Linked DNA regions of Bombyx mori: region 2 is linked to region 1. A link is a contact called in public Hi-C data. All regions are on one chromosome and are shown on one strand. Each heading gives the region's core, a stretch centred on a gene start, on an enhancer-like site or on the middle of the called end of the contact. The rest is flanking DNA. Distances are from core to core; before and after follow the strand shown. Region 1 overlaps LOC101739762 (AP-3 complex subunit sigma-2). Region 2 holds the start of Inv (invected homeodomain).

The links. Hi-C and Micro-C count contacts between places; a contact is called where the count stands out from the background.
Region 2: a contact with region 1 is called in a Hi-C map of posterior silk gland, with 5 times the contacts expected there. The contact joins the promoter of Inv here to the enhancer-like site in region 1. A contact is called at or near these places in 5 of 7 Hi-C or Micro-C datasets (middle silk gland, midgut, posterior silk gland and 1 more).

Annotation. Positions count from the first base shown.
Region 1 is chr2:6,548,858-6,556,104 of ASM3026992v2, forward strand. It overlaps LOC101739762 (AP-3 complex subunit sigma-2), which reads left to right. Exons shown (of 6, transcript XM_004933261.5): 6 at 1-1,374. Among protein-coding and RNA genes, the nearest start is that of LOC101739762, 9.6 kb to the left of the region's middle. Within about 2 kb of position 2,809, at least 6 of the 8 cell types and tissues checked have open chromatin away from gene starts, as enhancers often do.
Region 2 is chr2:6,819,009-6,826,255 of ASM3026992v2, forward strand. It overlaps Inv (invected homeodomain), which reads right to left and starts at 4,257. Exons shown (of 8, transcript NM_001043989.1): 1 at 4,029-4,257.

The DNA.
Region 1 (7,247 bases), core at 1,559-4,058:
CAATAACTGAGTGATTGATTGATTTTTATTGATGTCTCGTCGTTAGAAGTAAAATTAGTAGGGAACAGGACTATTTTTACCGTAATTCTCACGCATTTTAGTTAATCGACAGCGCAATTTCTTTTAATGTGACGTCATTTGTGGCCAACCTAAGTGGGAAGATAACCGTAGGACGGAGAGAGAGAGAGAGTATTCCTTATTATACACCAAAAAACAAATAAACAGTGCGATACATTAAATACCAAAAAAAGTACAATTGGCGGTCTTATCGCTAAGAGCGATCTCTTCCAGACAACCATCAGGTGAACAAGAGTCATTTGGAAACGAACTACGCGCGGTGTACCAATCCAGTGAAATATATAATTATACATAATATACATATACGTACATAAAAAAAACATTCCAAAATATTATTACGATCGTTATTAAGAAAACTCAAACCTTATCTTTAACTGCATAGGTATCTATAATTTAAATTCGATTTTGTCGAACCATTGAACGATATTTCAGCCGCGAAATTCTCAAGTCAGATTCAATGCGGACATGAAAAAAAATCCGCGAATGTTTTAATTTTGACATTAGATAGTTCTTTAATAATAAATTCAATATTTTAAACTTTAATGAAAAATAATGATCGAAATTCGACCATAATCAATATTAAGTTTGAACATTACTAAGACCTTTAAGTCATGTCTTATTTTAATTTATATTCATATTTTTATGAAAAATGATATGGAGTGAAATGAAATGAAGATGGTTAATTTGAGACATTAATCAACTGGGATGAAATTAAATGAAATGAGATGATATGCTTTAAAATATAATCTCAGTAAAATGGTGGTTATTTACTAAGATTTTTACAGTGACTTTTTGGAGGATCTCGAGAAGTTACGTCCAGCGGCTTTGTTTCATTTTCCAACATTTGTGCACTTTCATAGATATTAAACAGTTAATAAACCACCATTATTACACATTTAAACCCGAAGAAACACTAAATAGACAAAATAAAACAAATCACACAACTTCACTCCTCGCGTTCCCGCCAAGAAGTCCACAATTTTTTTACTTCACGTATTAACATACAGATTATACTTGGCTGATAATACTAAACTAGATTCGGAATAAAAATACTTTTTGAATAAATTGGATCTGACGTCATTTTATTCGTAAAATATTAGCGCGATTATTGGTTAATAGTGAAAAATGGCGCCTGTTCCCGCCGAAACGTGTTTTTAATGTTCTTCTTCTAGTCAGATGACAAGAATTATGTGGCGTCGGGTAAATGGCGTTTAAAATCGTTGATTAAAAAAAAAAAAGATTTACTGTGTATATAAGTTTAATAAATATATTTTATGTTATTCCATGACCAATAAAGTTTGTTTTATTTTCAACTGTAATTGATTTGAGATTTTTGTGATATTCCTGGTTCTGCGCTTTAGTGAAATGGAAACTAATTTGTCGCCTTAGTAGTTAATATAAGGCGATAAAAAGCTATTACTTTTAACGGGCAACAAATATTATTGCATTATTTAGGCCTATTTTTTTCCCTACCTATGCCTGATAGCATTGAGAGGCTATTGCCCTAGCGTGTAGGTGAGCTCTCGGGGTTTAAACCGGAGGTGCTTCTAACACTGGCCTTAGCAAGAGCAGTGCTTTGCTGAATCAACTACCGATCGGAATCGCGACCCGCTGAGAAGATCCTTTTTTTTTTACTCGCCGAGCCCTTCGTCGCAAGCGACGGGTTCGGCAAAGACTGACCGGTGCTTGAGGTACCTAAAAGCATCATTAATCCAGTTTAGGCCTATGGCATAGTTTGCGTATTAAAAAAACAAATTTATGATATTTCGGTAACTACATGCTTAATTTTAACAAATTAACCCTACTCATATCGCATCGCCATCAACTTGCGAAATATTTCTGTGGACTTTGACATTGGAAGAGACGTGATATCAGCTAATCACGGGGATATGTAACCTGGACAGAAACGTATCAAATTGCGATCTCCCAGAAAACATAGAAAGAAAAAAAAAAAAAAAACAGTTAATCGACAAGTAGAAATTTCGAAGACATTATTTTTCCTAAAAAGTAGGATATTTTTTGATTAGCATGCCATCTTGTAGCGATAGAGCGAATTAAGTGAACTCAACGTTTTAATAATTGGAAATGTGGTGCTTTGATTTAGCGCCATCTATAAAACAAATTTGATAATATCTAAAACTTGAACTAGTTTTGCTACTCAGCACTAGGTGGCACTATTTAAAATATTTTGGTTGAACAAAACAGATGCCGATATTCAAGTCGTTCTTCACAAAATTGAGCATTGTTACCAATCTCAATTAATATGTTGAATTTTGCGGTTAAATTTAGTGATTACATTAATTCCTCGAATGAATATCTATATTTTATAAAGCATTTCTTATTTCGCTGCTTCCAATGTTTGACGATTTCATAGTCATTAGTCTTCTTCGATTAAGCCGTAAAATCGCAAAATCCGAAAATATTCTCGCATATTCTGTTACAAAAATAGGCAATTAAATTTAAAATATCTATACATATATTGAGAAAGACAAAAATACTTCTGTACTAATTCTCATATTATTATGTTCTCACACACTCTCACATAAAAACATCTTTTTTCTAAAATATCTACATGAAAGAATGTCTGAAAAATGATTCATAATTACACAAGCGTTGGACACAATGTGGCACTATTAAAATCAACTGATAAATTACAAGTAGGTACAAGCATCGCCTATTTATATTACCTATATGAAGTGATTAAATCGATAAGCTATTCGTGGCTAATTGAATTACCTACATTATTTACATACACACATCATCTGTACAGGTCGATACCTAATATAAATCAAACCGCACAATAGTCTATATTCAGACGCTCGGCATTTTAAACGCATTAACAGAGAGACGATATATCGACGGTTCGCATTCAAAGAGCTAAACTACCTGTAAATTGTCGAAAATTACAGTGCACTCGTGTGGTCAGCACACACGACTGAGAGGGTATGTTTAAGTAAACATTATAAGTTTAAGTTAACTTATATATTTATGATTCTAGAAAGTTACGTTTATAAAGTCGCATTCACGTGGATGATCCCTACGATGGTGGGTACCAATTTTTCTAATGAAATACGTACTTAACAAATGTTCACGATTGACTTCCACGGTGAAGGAATAACATCGTGTAATAAAAATCAAAACCCGCAAAATTATAATTAGCGTAATTACTGGTGGTAGGACCTCTTGTGAGACCGCGCGGGTAAGTACCACCACCCTGCTTATTTCTGCCGTGAAGCAGTAATGCGTTTCGGTTTGAAGGGCGGGGCAGCTGTTTTACTGAACTTGAGACTTTAGAACTCATACCTCAAGGTGGGTAGCGGAATTTACGTTGTAGATGTCTATGGGCTCCGGTAGCCACTTAACACCAGGTGGGCTGCGAGCTTGTCCACCCACCTAAACAACTAAAACAACGAAAATCTTTTGCACAGAAAGATGAGTTTTAAAAGGCAACCGAATATTGTGGAGGGCTCTTAAGGAACGCTGTAAGGGTCAGTCTGTGGTCGCCATCTGCCAATAAACGCTACTGACCAGCCGAACACGCGTCCAAATATAAAAACACGCAATGACACAGCTTAAACTTCGCAAGGTTCGCTTTTTTTGTTATTTCCTACCTATGCTGATAGCTTTGAGAGGCTATTTTAGCTTCTCCTTGACGTGTAGGTGAGCTCACGGGACTCTAAGCGGGAGTGTTGCTAACACTGACCCTAGCAAGAGTAGTGCTTCGCGGAATCTACTAACGGATCGGAAACGCGACCCGCTGAGAATATGCGGCGAGAAACTCAGTGGGCTGTGTCTGTAAATTATTGCTGCACTAGTTCCTTGTTATTAAAAGCCGCACACGGCACGCCCGTCTGACAATCTGCTTTCCTCCCGCACCGAAATTTCGACCGACAACGTGCGGCACTGTCTTGATCGCCTTCCTTACTGGTTCTGTTCGTTTATTATTTCAAGTTAACTAGCCGTACTCGCTGGGCATTTAAAATAACATTATTATTTATTGTCATTATTATTAGGGAGTCCAATACTCATATAAATATTAGTCTATCCATACATGTATTTTCTACATGGATACCAAGTTTCAAGTCAATCGGATGCACGGTTCAGTAGTTATAACGGACCATCCCTAAAAACCACTGTAGATTTATATATTAGTATAGATGTAGCTTTTGACACATCTTATCCGACCCAAGCGACGGGGCAACGGAAAGCCGCCATCGCCCAAAGCATGTCTTATCGGATCCTCCCAAACCACTTTCGGTGCTTTTAGGACCCTCAAGCACCGGTTACCGTTGACCGAACCGTCCGACAAGCGAACTAACCCATAGACACAGCCCACTGAGTTTCTCGCCTGATTTTTACTGGTGGTAGGACCTCTTGTGAGGCCGCGCGGGTAGGTACCACCACCCTGCCTATTTCTGCCGTGAAGCTGTAATGCGTTTCGGTGGGGCAGCCGTTGTAACTATACTTGAGACCTTAGAACTTATATGTCAAGGTGGGTGGCGCATTTACGTTGTAGATGTCTATGGGCTCCAGTGACCACTTAACACCAGGTGGGATGTGAGCTCGTCCACCCAACTAAGCAATAAAACCTACCACCAGTGATTACGCAAATTATAATTTTGCGGGTTTGATTTTTATTACACGATGCTATTCCTTCACCGTGGAAGTCAATCGTGAACATTTGTTGAGTACGTGTATTTCATTAGAAAAATTGGTACCCGCCTGAGATTCGAACACCGGTGCATCGCTTCAACACGAATGCACCGGACGTCTTATCCTTTAGGCCACGACGACTTCAAGCGTTTTCCCGGTCTAGTTCGAGGGTCCGTTTTCCTATTTAAATTCCTCGACTTTGCCCGGTTGGAATTTAGGATTCGGAAAGTACATTATTATGATTATTTAGAAGCCAATATAAGAGTTACGTTCTGATGAAAAGAGCATAGATTTTATCACGTAACATCACTATTCAAATACTTAAAATATACAATTCGCGCGCGCTTAATGACAAAATATCACACGGAATGCCGAAAAATTGGAGAGTTTTTTTTTTCTATTGGCGAACTCACAACAAAGCTTCATATTATTTAGGCACCGGCAATATTGTGACATACGTATACAGATTACAGTCCAACAATGCGTTGATTTACGATCGGGCGGTCCGTTTGTCCGTCTCCTGGCCGTCATAGGTGTCTTATACCTGGGTCCCGGGAGGCAGCGGTGCGTCTGAACGAGGGTGGTCTAAAGTAGTTGAAGTTAACGCGACAAAAGGTTTTTTTTTTCGAAGGCACCTTTAAGCTCTTATTAATGGTTTTCTTTGGTGTCGCCTGCTCTGTTTGGGGCTACGTTTGATCTTGTGTTGTAATCAAATCAAACCAAACAAAAAGAAAAAAAAATTTCAACACTAGCTGACCCGGCAGACTTCGTAGTGCCTCAATCGATAAATAAAAGACCTAAACTTTTGGTCTAAAATAAACTTAAAACAAACAAAAGGGAATCCGTTCGACAGGAGACACATTAAAGGTAAAACAAAATTGTTTGTTTTTATATAATTCTGAGCATTTTCATTTATTTATCTACCTTTTAAACCTTCTCTGGACTTTCACAAATAATTCAAGACCAAAATTAGCCAAATCGGTCCAGCCGTTCTCGAGTTTTAGCGAGACTAACGAACAGCAATTCATTTTTATTTAAATAGATAGAAGATAGATTAGAATTTTTTTTAATATTCATTTTTACAAGAGCTATTATAACGTACCTAACTATTTTTGCAATATTGAAATGCCCGGAGCGAGCAACTCATTCCCACTTTGTGCATTCTTCTATGGCCTTGGGTTGTGGTTTTAAATCGCTTCGCTACTGACGGTGGATTCGCCAGTCGGTGGAAGATAAGCGGTAATATAAGCTACTATGCCGATGTAAGGTAGGGCGATTCCTTTATCCAGATAAAATTTAAGCGGAATTACTGCCTAGGGGTAGAGGTCCCAAACGATGGTCGGACCAAATAGTGGAGGAACTGGTGATACCTGTCAGCGACGCACTCCACCAAGCTACAAAACGGGATCGCTGGAGACAGCTGGTTGATGGAATCAGACGGAGTCACGATCCTCAGCAGTGAGGCACCGACCGAAGAGAGAGAGAGACTGCTTCACGGCCGAAATAGGCGGGTTCGAGGTACATAACCGTGTGAGCTCACCAAACGCTTCACCACCAATAAGAAGGTCAAAGGATCTCGGGTATTCCGCGACTAAATTTGAAGCAAAAGAAAAATTCCTAAAATTCCAATTCCATTTTATAATATAGGAATCTACGAATTTGCATATAGGAATTCCAGGTAGATAATGTATGTTTCTTTAATCTATCTGCATTGCGATTCTCTAAAATTCAAACAAGAACTCGCATCTTAGTACGAAATTCTCCATCACTTCGCATTCGCAATGACCTTGATTTGGCATTCTGTGAACACTAGGTAATCTTAATTATCCTGCCTCGAGCGAAGTGAAGTGACAACGAAGTTTGTTTACAATAGGCAGAGCCAAGCAGCTGCCTACCGCTTAATACTCTCCACAAGCCTCGTTTGAAGAAGGACATGTCATAGCGCTCGGGAAACACCGTGGAGGGGAGCTCATTCCATAGCCGGATGGTACGTGGCAAAAAAGATCTCTGGAAACGCACTGTGGATGACCGCAGTGGCTCCAGGTAGTATGGATGAACTCTACTCCGGTGGCGGGCGGTGCGGTGGTAAAAACGAGATGCTGGTATCATCTCGAACAATTCCTCAGAGCACTCACTCCCCATGGAACATACGGTACAAAATACAGAGGGAACCGAAGTCCCTCCGCAGACTCCGCAGACGTTGTGATTTGAATAAATAAATAAACACATTTACAATCAAACTATGATGATAATATTGATAGACTATACTAGTGTCATGCGAACTTATCAACCAAAAGAGCTAAATATACACACATTAGACGCTAATTACATATCAGATAATGCACTGGTGGTAGGACCTCTTGTGAGTCCGCACGGGTAGGTATCACCGCCCTGCCTATTTCGGCCGTGAAGCAGTAATGCGTTTCGGTTTGAATGGTGGGGCAGCCGTTGTAACTATACTGAGACCTTACAACTTATATCTCAAGGTGGGTGGCGCGTTTACGTTGTAGATGTCT
Region 2 (7,247 bases), core at 3,007-5,506, 270 kb after region 1:
TATGTGTATATTCTATTAAACAATCATTTTTTTTTTATTGTAAGTAGATCATGCATTTGCAAATCGACCTACGTATATATTTTTTTATTACAAACCGATTAAAATCGAAAAACATGTCCCTTTTTTTTCTTTTCAAGTAGGTGAGCTCACGGGGCTCAAACCTGACGACGTTGCTAACACGAACCCTAGCAAGAGCCGTGCTTCGCACAATCTACCACCGGATCGGAAACGCGACCCACTGAGAAGATCCGGCGAGAAACTCAGTGGGCTGTGTCTGTGGGCTAATTTACTCGTCGAGCCCTTCGTCGCAAGCGACGGGTTCGACGAGAACGGTGACCGGTGCTTGAAGTACCTAAAAGCACCGTTATTGGATCGGGAGGATCCGTAATGACGTGTTTTGGGTGATATAGACTGCTTATACATGTTCTATTTGATGATACTAGCAATAGGTTTATTATCCGAAAGGACTTGCCTTCTTTTAATTATGAGTGAACGAGCTCACGGCCCACCTGATGATAAGCGCTTAGCGGAGCCCGTAGACACGACCTTAATATATGAGTTCTAAGGTCTCAGTTTTTACAGTACAATGGCTGCCCCGTCCTTCAAACCGAAACGCATCACTGCCTCACGGCAGAAACAGGCAGGGTTATTACCTACCCGTGCGGACTCACAAGACGTCCTACCACCAGTAAGTAAAAGTTTTAAGAAAACTAGAGGTCCCGCAGTAGTCGAAATTCGACTATAATTAATTGGAATTGTAAGTTTGTACACTATTATGACTGTATTTTATACTTCTATAGTCACAAATTTCGCCAAGGCTACACTATAAAAAAATATTAATAAAGACAAACAATATTTAATCTATTCTCAATTTGACAACAGACGTCAAGAACAAAATTTTGACAATAAATACTATGCATGCGTGTGTGCGTCAAATACATGGTATGTAGTGTGTGTAATGTTTTCTTTATTGATTTAATGTATCTTTTATGCATTACTTAAAAAAAATATTAGCATTGTGCACTTCTTCTCTATATTCTCTATAAGTGTGGAAAATTTCATACTCCTCCGTCCGCGCAATTTTCGTAAAAAGGGATACAAAGTTTTTGCTTCACGTATTAATATATAGATCTCAGAAAACTCGAACGAATCCTCCCACATTGCGATATTCTCAAAAAAAAAACATAACTTTAGTGATTTTCTTAATCGGATACATCATGTTACTATAGTTCGTAATAGCCAGGCTAACTTTACGAAATATGACGTCATTTGAGGCCAAATATACGTAGCCATAGATCACACTAACACAACAATGCTTAATGCCATAAATTTCTTGACATGAATATTTACATTTGCCGAAACATATATACAAATAAATGGTGTTACATAATGATTATTAATGTGAGTGATAATATTTATATAGATACATATGAATCGGGGGGGAAAAAAGTATTTGTTTTATTTTTGCAATTTTACAAGAGTTTAAAATTTGGTAACAAATATCATAGCAAAAAAAAAGTACTTCTTCAGCTATTTAAGAATGGAGTAAACTTAATTGAAGTTCAATTAAAAACATCGAACTGTTGATGCTGATCTATACTAATATTATAAAGCTGAAGAGTTTGTTTGTTTGAACGCGCTAATCTCGGGAGCTACTGGTCCGATTTGAAAAATTCGTTCAGTGTTAGATAGCCCATTTATTGAGGAAGGCTATAGGCTATATAACATCACGCTAAGACCAATACAAGTGGAGCACCAATAAATAATGTTTCAAAATAGGGGTTTAAATAGCTCCTTAACATTATATAATTCAATAATATTTTCACTTTCTACGTAAATGGAGTGGGGGGTAAAATTTAGCGTTATGCCAAAGTAATTATTCCACGCGGATGGAGTCGCGGGCAAGAGCTAGTACAATATAGATGGTTAAGACTGATTAGTAACTAGAGTTTCATACTCCAATATTTTTATGTGTTTAAAATAAAACAATAATAAGTGTGTAACTTTACGAATTTAGATAAAAAAATACACAAGCTGAAGTAGAAAACCGTATTAAAAAACTAGTGAAGGTTTATTTATGTAATAAAAACCAAATCCGCAAAATTGTAATTTGCGTAATCACTGGTGGTAGGACCTCTTGTGAGTCCGCACGGGTCGGTACCACCACCCCGCCTATTTCCGCCGTGAAGCAGAAATGCGTTTCGGTTCGAAGGGTGGGGTAGCCGTTGTAACTATACTGAGACCTTAGAACTTATATCTCGAGGTGGGTGGCGCATTTACGTTGTAGATGTCTATGGGCTCCAGTAACCACTTAACACCGGGTGGGCTGTGAGCTCGTCCATCCATCCATCTAAGCAATAAAAAATAAAAAAAAGATTTAATAATGTCTTTTTTTAACCGACTTCAAAAAAGGGGGATGTTCTCAATTCGACTATGTTTTTTTTTATGTTTGTTATCTCATAACTTTTGACTGGGTGAATCGATTTTGATGATTCTTTTTTTATTAGAAATCTGACGCTTCCCGTGTGGTCCCATTTCAATTTGGTCCAGTTCTGATAATGGTATCCATGAGAAAACCGTATAAGTCTTAAATTTGCATTAAGTACGTGCGCGACAAATAGATGAATAACTCAATAACTCGATATCACGCCAACCGATTTCGATAATTATTGTTTTTAGTGTAGGTATATTAGGTGATTTGTTTTGGAATATCATTTTTTTTCTATTTGAAGTCGGTTTTTGTTAAAGCATGTCTATTTACAATTATATTATTGTATGTTTATTGCGTAAACTGTCTATGATATAATAAGCTCAAAATCTATTTAGAAATCATTATTAAAATATTCAACACCCGTCAAAAACTGCTAATATGGCTGTATCTTTAAATAAGATTAAATTTAATTGACATTAATGAATTTCGGTGAGCTAATTATTAATTATTATTACATTAATGTTATATGAGGGTGATAATTTCAAAACGCTTCAATTAGCGTGGTGCCTATGTTTGTATATTTTATCTGTATGTAAAGGAGTCTTTGAAAGTCATTTCCATTAACTCAAAGAGGTCCAATTAATTTGAAAATTAGTACACGCGTCAAGGACCTGTGACGATACAATAATATTATAACTTCGCTCTAACATCCTGACAGTTAATTAACAGGATAAAAAGCAGATGAAATTAATTGTTAATTCGATTTGCTATTTAGGCTAGTATCTTTTTTTATTTTTAGTTATTAACCTACATACATGATTTGGACGTCTTAAATCTATATATTAATACGTGAAGCAAAAACTTTGTATCCCTTTTTACGAAAATTGCGCGGACGGTGGAGTATGAAATTTTCCACACTTATAGAGAATATAGAGAAGAAGTGCACAATGCTAATATTTTTTTTAAATAATGCATAAAAGATACTTTAAATCAATAAAGAAAACATTACACACACTACATACTATGTATTTGACGCACACATTCATTCATACTATTTATTGTCAAACTTTTGTTCTTGACGTCTGTTGTCAAATTGAGATTAAATATTGTTTGTCTTTGTTAATATTTTATTTGTGACTATAGAAGTATAAAATACAATCATAATAGTGTACAAACTTACAATCCCAATTAATTATAGTCGAATTTCGACTACTGCGGGACCTCTAGTATTTTTAAAATTACAAACTGGAAACACACTAAAAATAGATCCTGCGTCAAAATTACCATTAAAATATGTTTTAATCGAAATTCATTCTTAAAACAAAATGACTATCGTTTGATTTTTTTTTTATTGAATTAAAATGGTTTTTTTTATGTTTTTGTAGCTACAAAAATATATTTTTTTATTATTAAAAATTGTAAATTCGTATCGCGCCGTGATCCCGGAAGTCGATTTAAATCGTAATATGTTTGTTTTTAAAGCCGTAACGAAACATTACGTGAAAGATTCGCGCGAACAAAAATCCGACTGTGGCACGCTTCTAAGAATAAAATATGCATAAAACGTGTTGTAATTAAGTTCAATAGAAACACTTACTATTATTTACCTTATCATTTGAACTTCATCGTGCAACCGTATCCTCAACAAAAAGCACTTTGAACTTTTCAATGCAATTCTTTACACACACACACCGTGCTTATCACAAAAACGGTCGCCTAGATTAGACGAAAAACAAAACTATTAACTAATTTATCGACTATCGAATGCGTTAATTGTTTTTATTAAACAATTGTTTTGTTTGAAAGGGATGTTGTGCGCGTGATCTCGAAGTCAGACTGGCGAATTGCGGGCTGAGCCCCTCCACTGTACCAGGCGTGGTCGCGCCTGCCCACAATTGGGCGGAGCGTGGTCGTAATACGCGTTTTTTTTTTCCTTTTTCCACCTCATCCTATTTATGCGGCCCTACCTTTGATTTTACATTCGTTGTTATTGTAATGTTCTCGTGTTTGTCGAATGCCTAATGACGATTGTGGAACTGTCTTCGGAGTTCATGACGAGCTTAATTGAGAGATGTCTGTACATATTTTTTTTATGAATATATTGAAACATATATGTGTGTATTTTTTTTTTGTTTGATAATTCTAAGATGTATTAATTTAGGTTTTCCTTAATAGATCTACACAATACGTTTGATTTTCAAACGAGTATTAAAATGTACTAGAAGTCCCGCAGTAGTCGAAATTCGACTATAATTAATTGGAATTGTAAGTTTGTACACTATTATGATTGTATTTTATACTTCTATAATCACAAATTTCGCCAAGACTACACTATAAAAAAATATTAATAAAGACAAACAATATTTAATCTATTCTCAATTTGACAACAGACGTCAAGAACAAAAGTTTGACAATAAATAGTATGCATGCGTGTGTGCGTCAAATACATGGCATGTAGTGTGTGTAATGTTTTCTTTATTGATTTAATGTATCTTTTATGCATTATTTAAAAAAAATATTAGCATTGTGCACTTCTTCTCTATATTCTCTATAAGTGTGGAAAATTTCATACTCCTCCGTCCGCGCAGTTTTCGTAAAAAGGGATACAAAGTTTTTGCTTCACGTATTAATATATAGATAAGCTTACTTTGTATTTTAAGTTGTGGCGAACAAATTGGCTAACGACCCGAATAGAATTAATTAAGAATTGGCTTATCTTGAGGCATGCTAGATTTTTATTTATTGCTTAGATGTGTGGACGAGCCCACCTGGTGCTAAGTGGTTACTGGAGCCCATAGACATGTACAACGTAAATGCGCCACCCACCTTGAGATATAAGTTTTAAGGTCTCAGTATAGTTACAACGGCTGCCCCAACCTTCAAACCGAAACGCATAACTGCTTCACGGCAGAAATAGGTAGGGTGGTGATACCTACCCGCGCGGACTCACAAAACGTCCTACCACCAGTAGATGTCGAAATTGTATTAGATATCTGCTATTCTGAAACCGATAATCAAGATTGATGCTGATAGTTTATTTTCTGTATTCTTCTTGAAATATCTAGACAGAAATTTCTAGGCAAAGTAGTTATCATGAAAAAATCGGTCGCTTAGCTGTTCAAAATAGATGCAATAAGAATTCGTTGTAGATTGTAAATTAGATAATTTGTTGCTAAGATGGAACAGCACACGGACGTGATCGCCCGTGGACATTAACAATGCATCAAAGCTTGTATGACGAAAGACATATCCAAGTGACAGACAGACAAAGTCACTCATACTCAGTTTTATTACTACCTAGATTAACTTACGGACCACTTGATGTTCATCGGCTGCCGGAGTCCATAGACATCACAGCGTGATGCCTTGAGACTCGAGGTCTATGCCTCAAATGCATACAACATATTATTATGTACAGGTAAACACATTGTCATCAACTTAAAAAGGAAACACAATGGCTTATTTTTATTTAAACAGTCCACCCTAAAACGAATTAATTCAAGATAATAAAATTTAAAAAAAACCCGAATTCTTTCACATCGGGGTGGTGTTTCAACGGAAGGGGCTCCTTTTTTTAATTAGTCAACATTTTTTAAGAGTTTCATTGCTTGTGCTTCGCTTGCTTTGCTGCTAGTTACTTGAAGGTAAGCGGATAGTCGGCTATGACTTGACTGTCTTCATATCGTTGTATTATTGAAAATTATAGAGGTAAATAGCTGTTTTTTTTTTGTTATTCGATGTTAGGTTCCTTTTGTTTTATTACTTAGATGTGTGGACGAACTCACAGCCCACCTGGTGTTAGTGGTTACTGGAGCCCATAGAAATTTACAACGTAAATACCGCCACTCACCTTGAGAAATAAGTTCTAAGGTCTCAGTTTAGTTACAAAGGCTGCCCCACCCTTCAAACCGAAACGCATTATTACTGCTTCACGGCAGATATAAATAGGGCGGTGGTACCTACCCGTGCGGACTCACAAGAGGTCCTACCACCAGTAATACACATACACGGTCTTAAATGGTGACGAGAACCCACAGATATCAACTATATAAATGCCACCACCCAACTTGAAAGAAGTTCTCGGTGGTTAATTGGTCCCCCTACTCTTCAAAACGGGAAAGCGTTACTGTCTTACGGCAGAAATAGGCAGCTACCCGTGCGATCTCAAAAGACGCCCTACAGTCAGTAATTCGCGAAGCAGTTACTCTTGAGTCGTTAGGTCTCCTTTGGAGGCGCTCGGGCAGCTGTCAGCAAATCCCTCCCCTCCTGGCTGAGCCTTTGCTCGCCCACCTGTCCTGGTGAAACTGGAAAGGCCTCCGGGCCACCAGTAATGCCTCAGACATAAAAAATTTGTAAATAAATCAACTACGCGAGTTTGAATTTTGATATAACTTTATTATATAGTTGATTCACATATACTTTGCATAAGAACGATTGTCTGGTATTAGAATTATGGGTTGTCTAGTAAATCGCCGAGTTTCCATCAAGGAGCACTCATAGGTTCAGCTCTGAAAACCGAAATACCCTTTGTATAATGTATCCACATACATACATACGGTAGGACAGCCGTTCTAACTATACTTGAGACCTTAGAACTTATATCTGTAGGTGGGTGGCGCATTTACTTTGTAGATGTCTATGGGCTCCAGTAATCACTTAGCATCAGGTGGGCTGTGAGCTCGTCCACCCATCTAAGCAATAAAAAATAAAAACATACAAAAATAAATATAAATTCCTTATACAAACATTTTACAAGCAAGCAGCCATCAAATAACTATACCAATACTTATACGATTCAATTTTAATCCTTAAATAA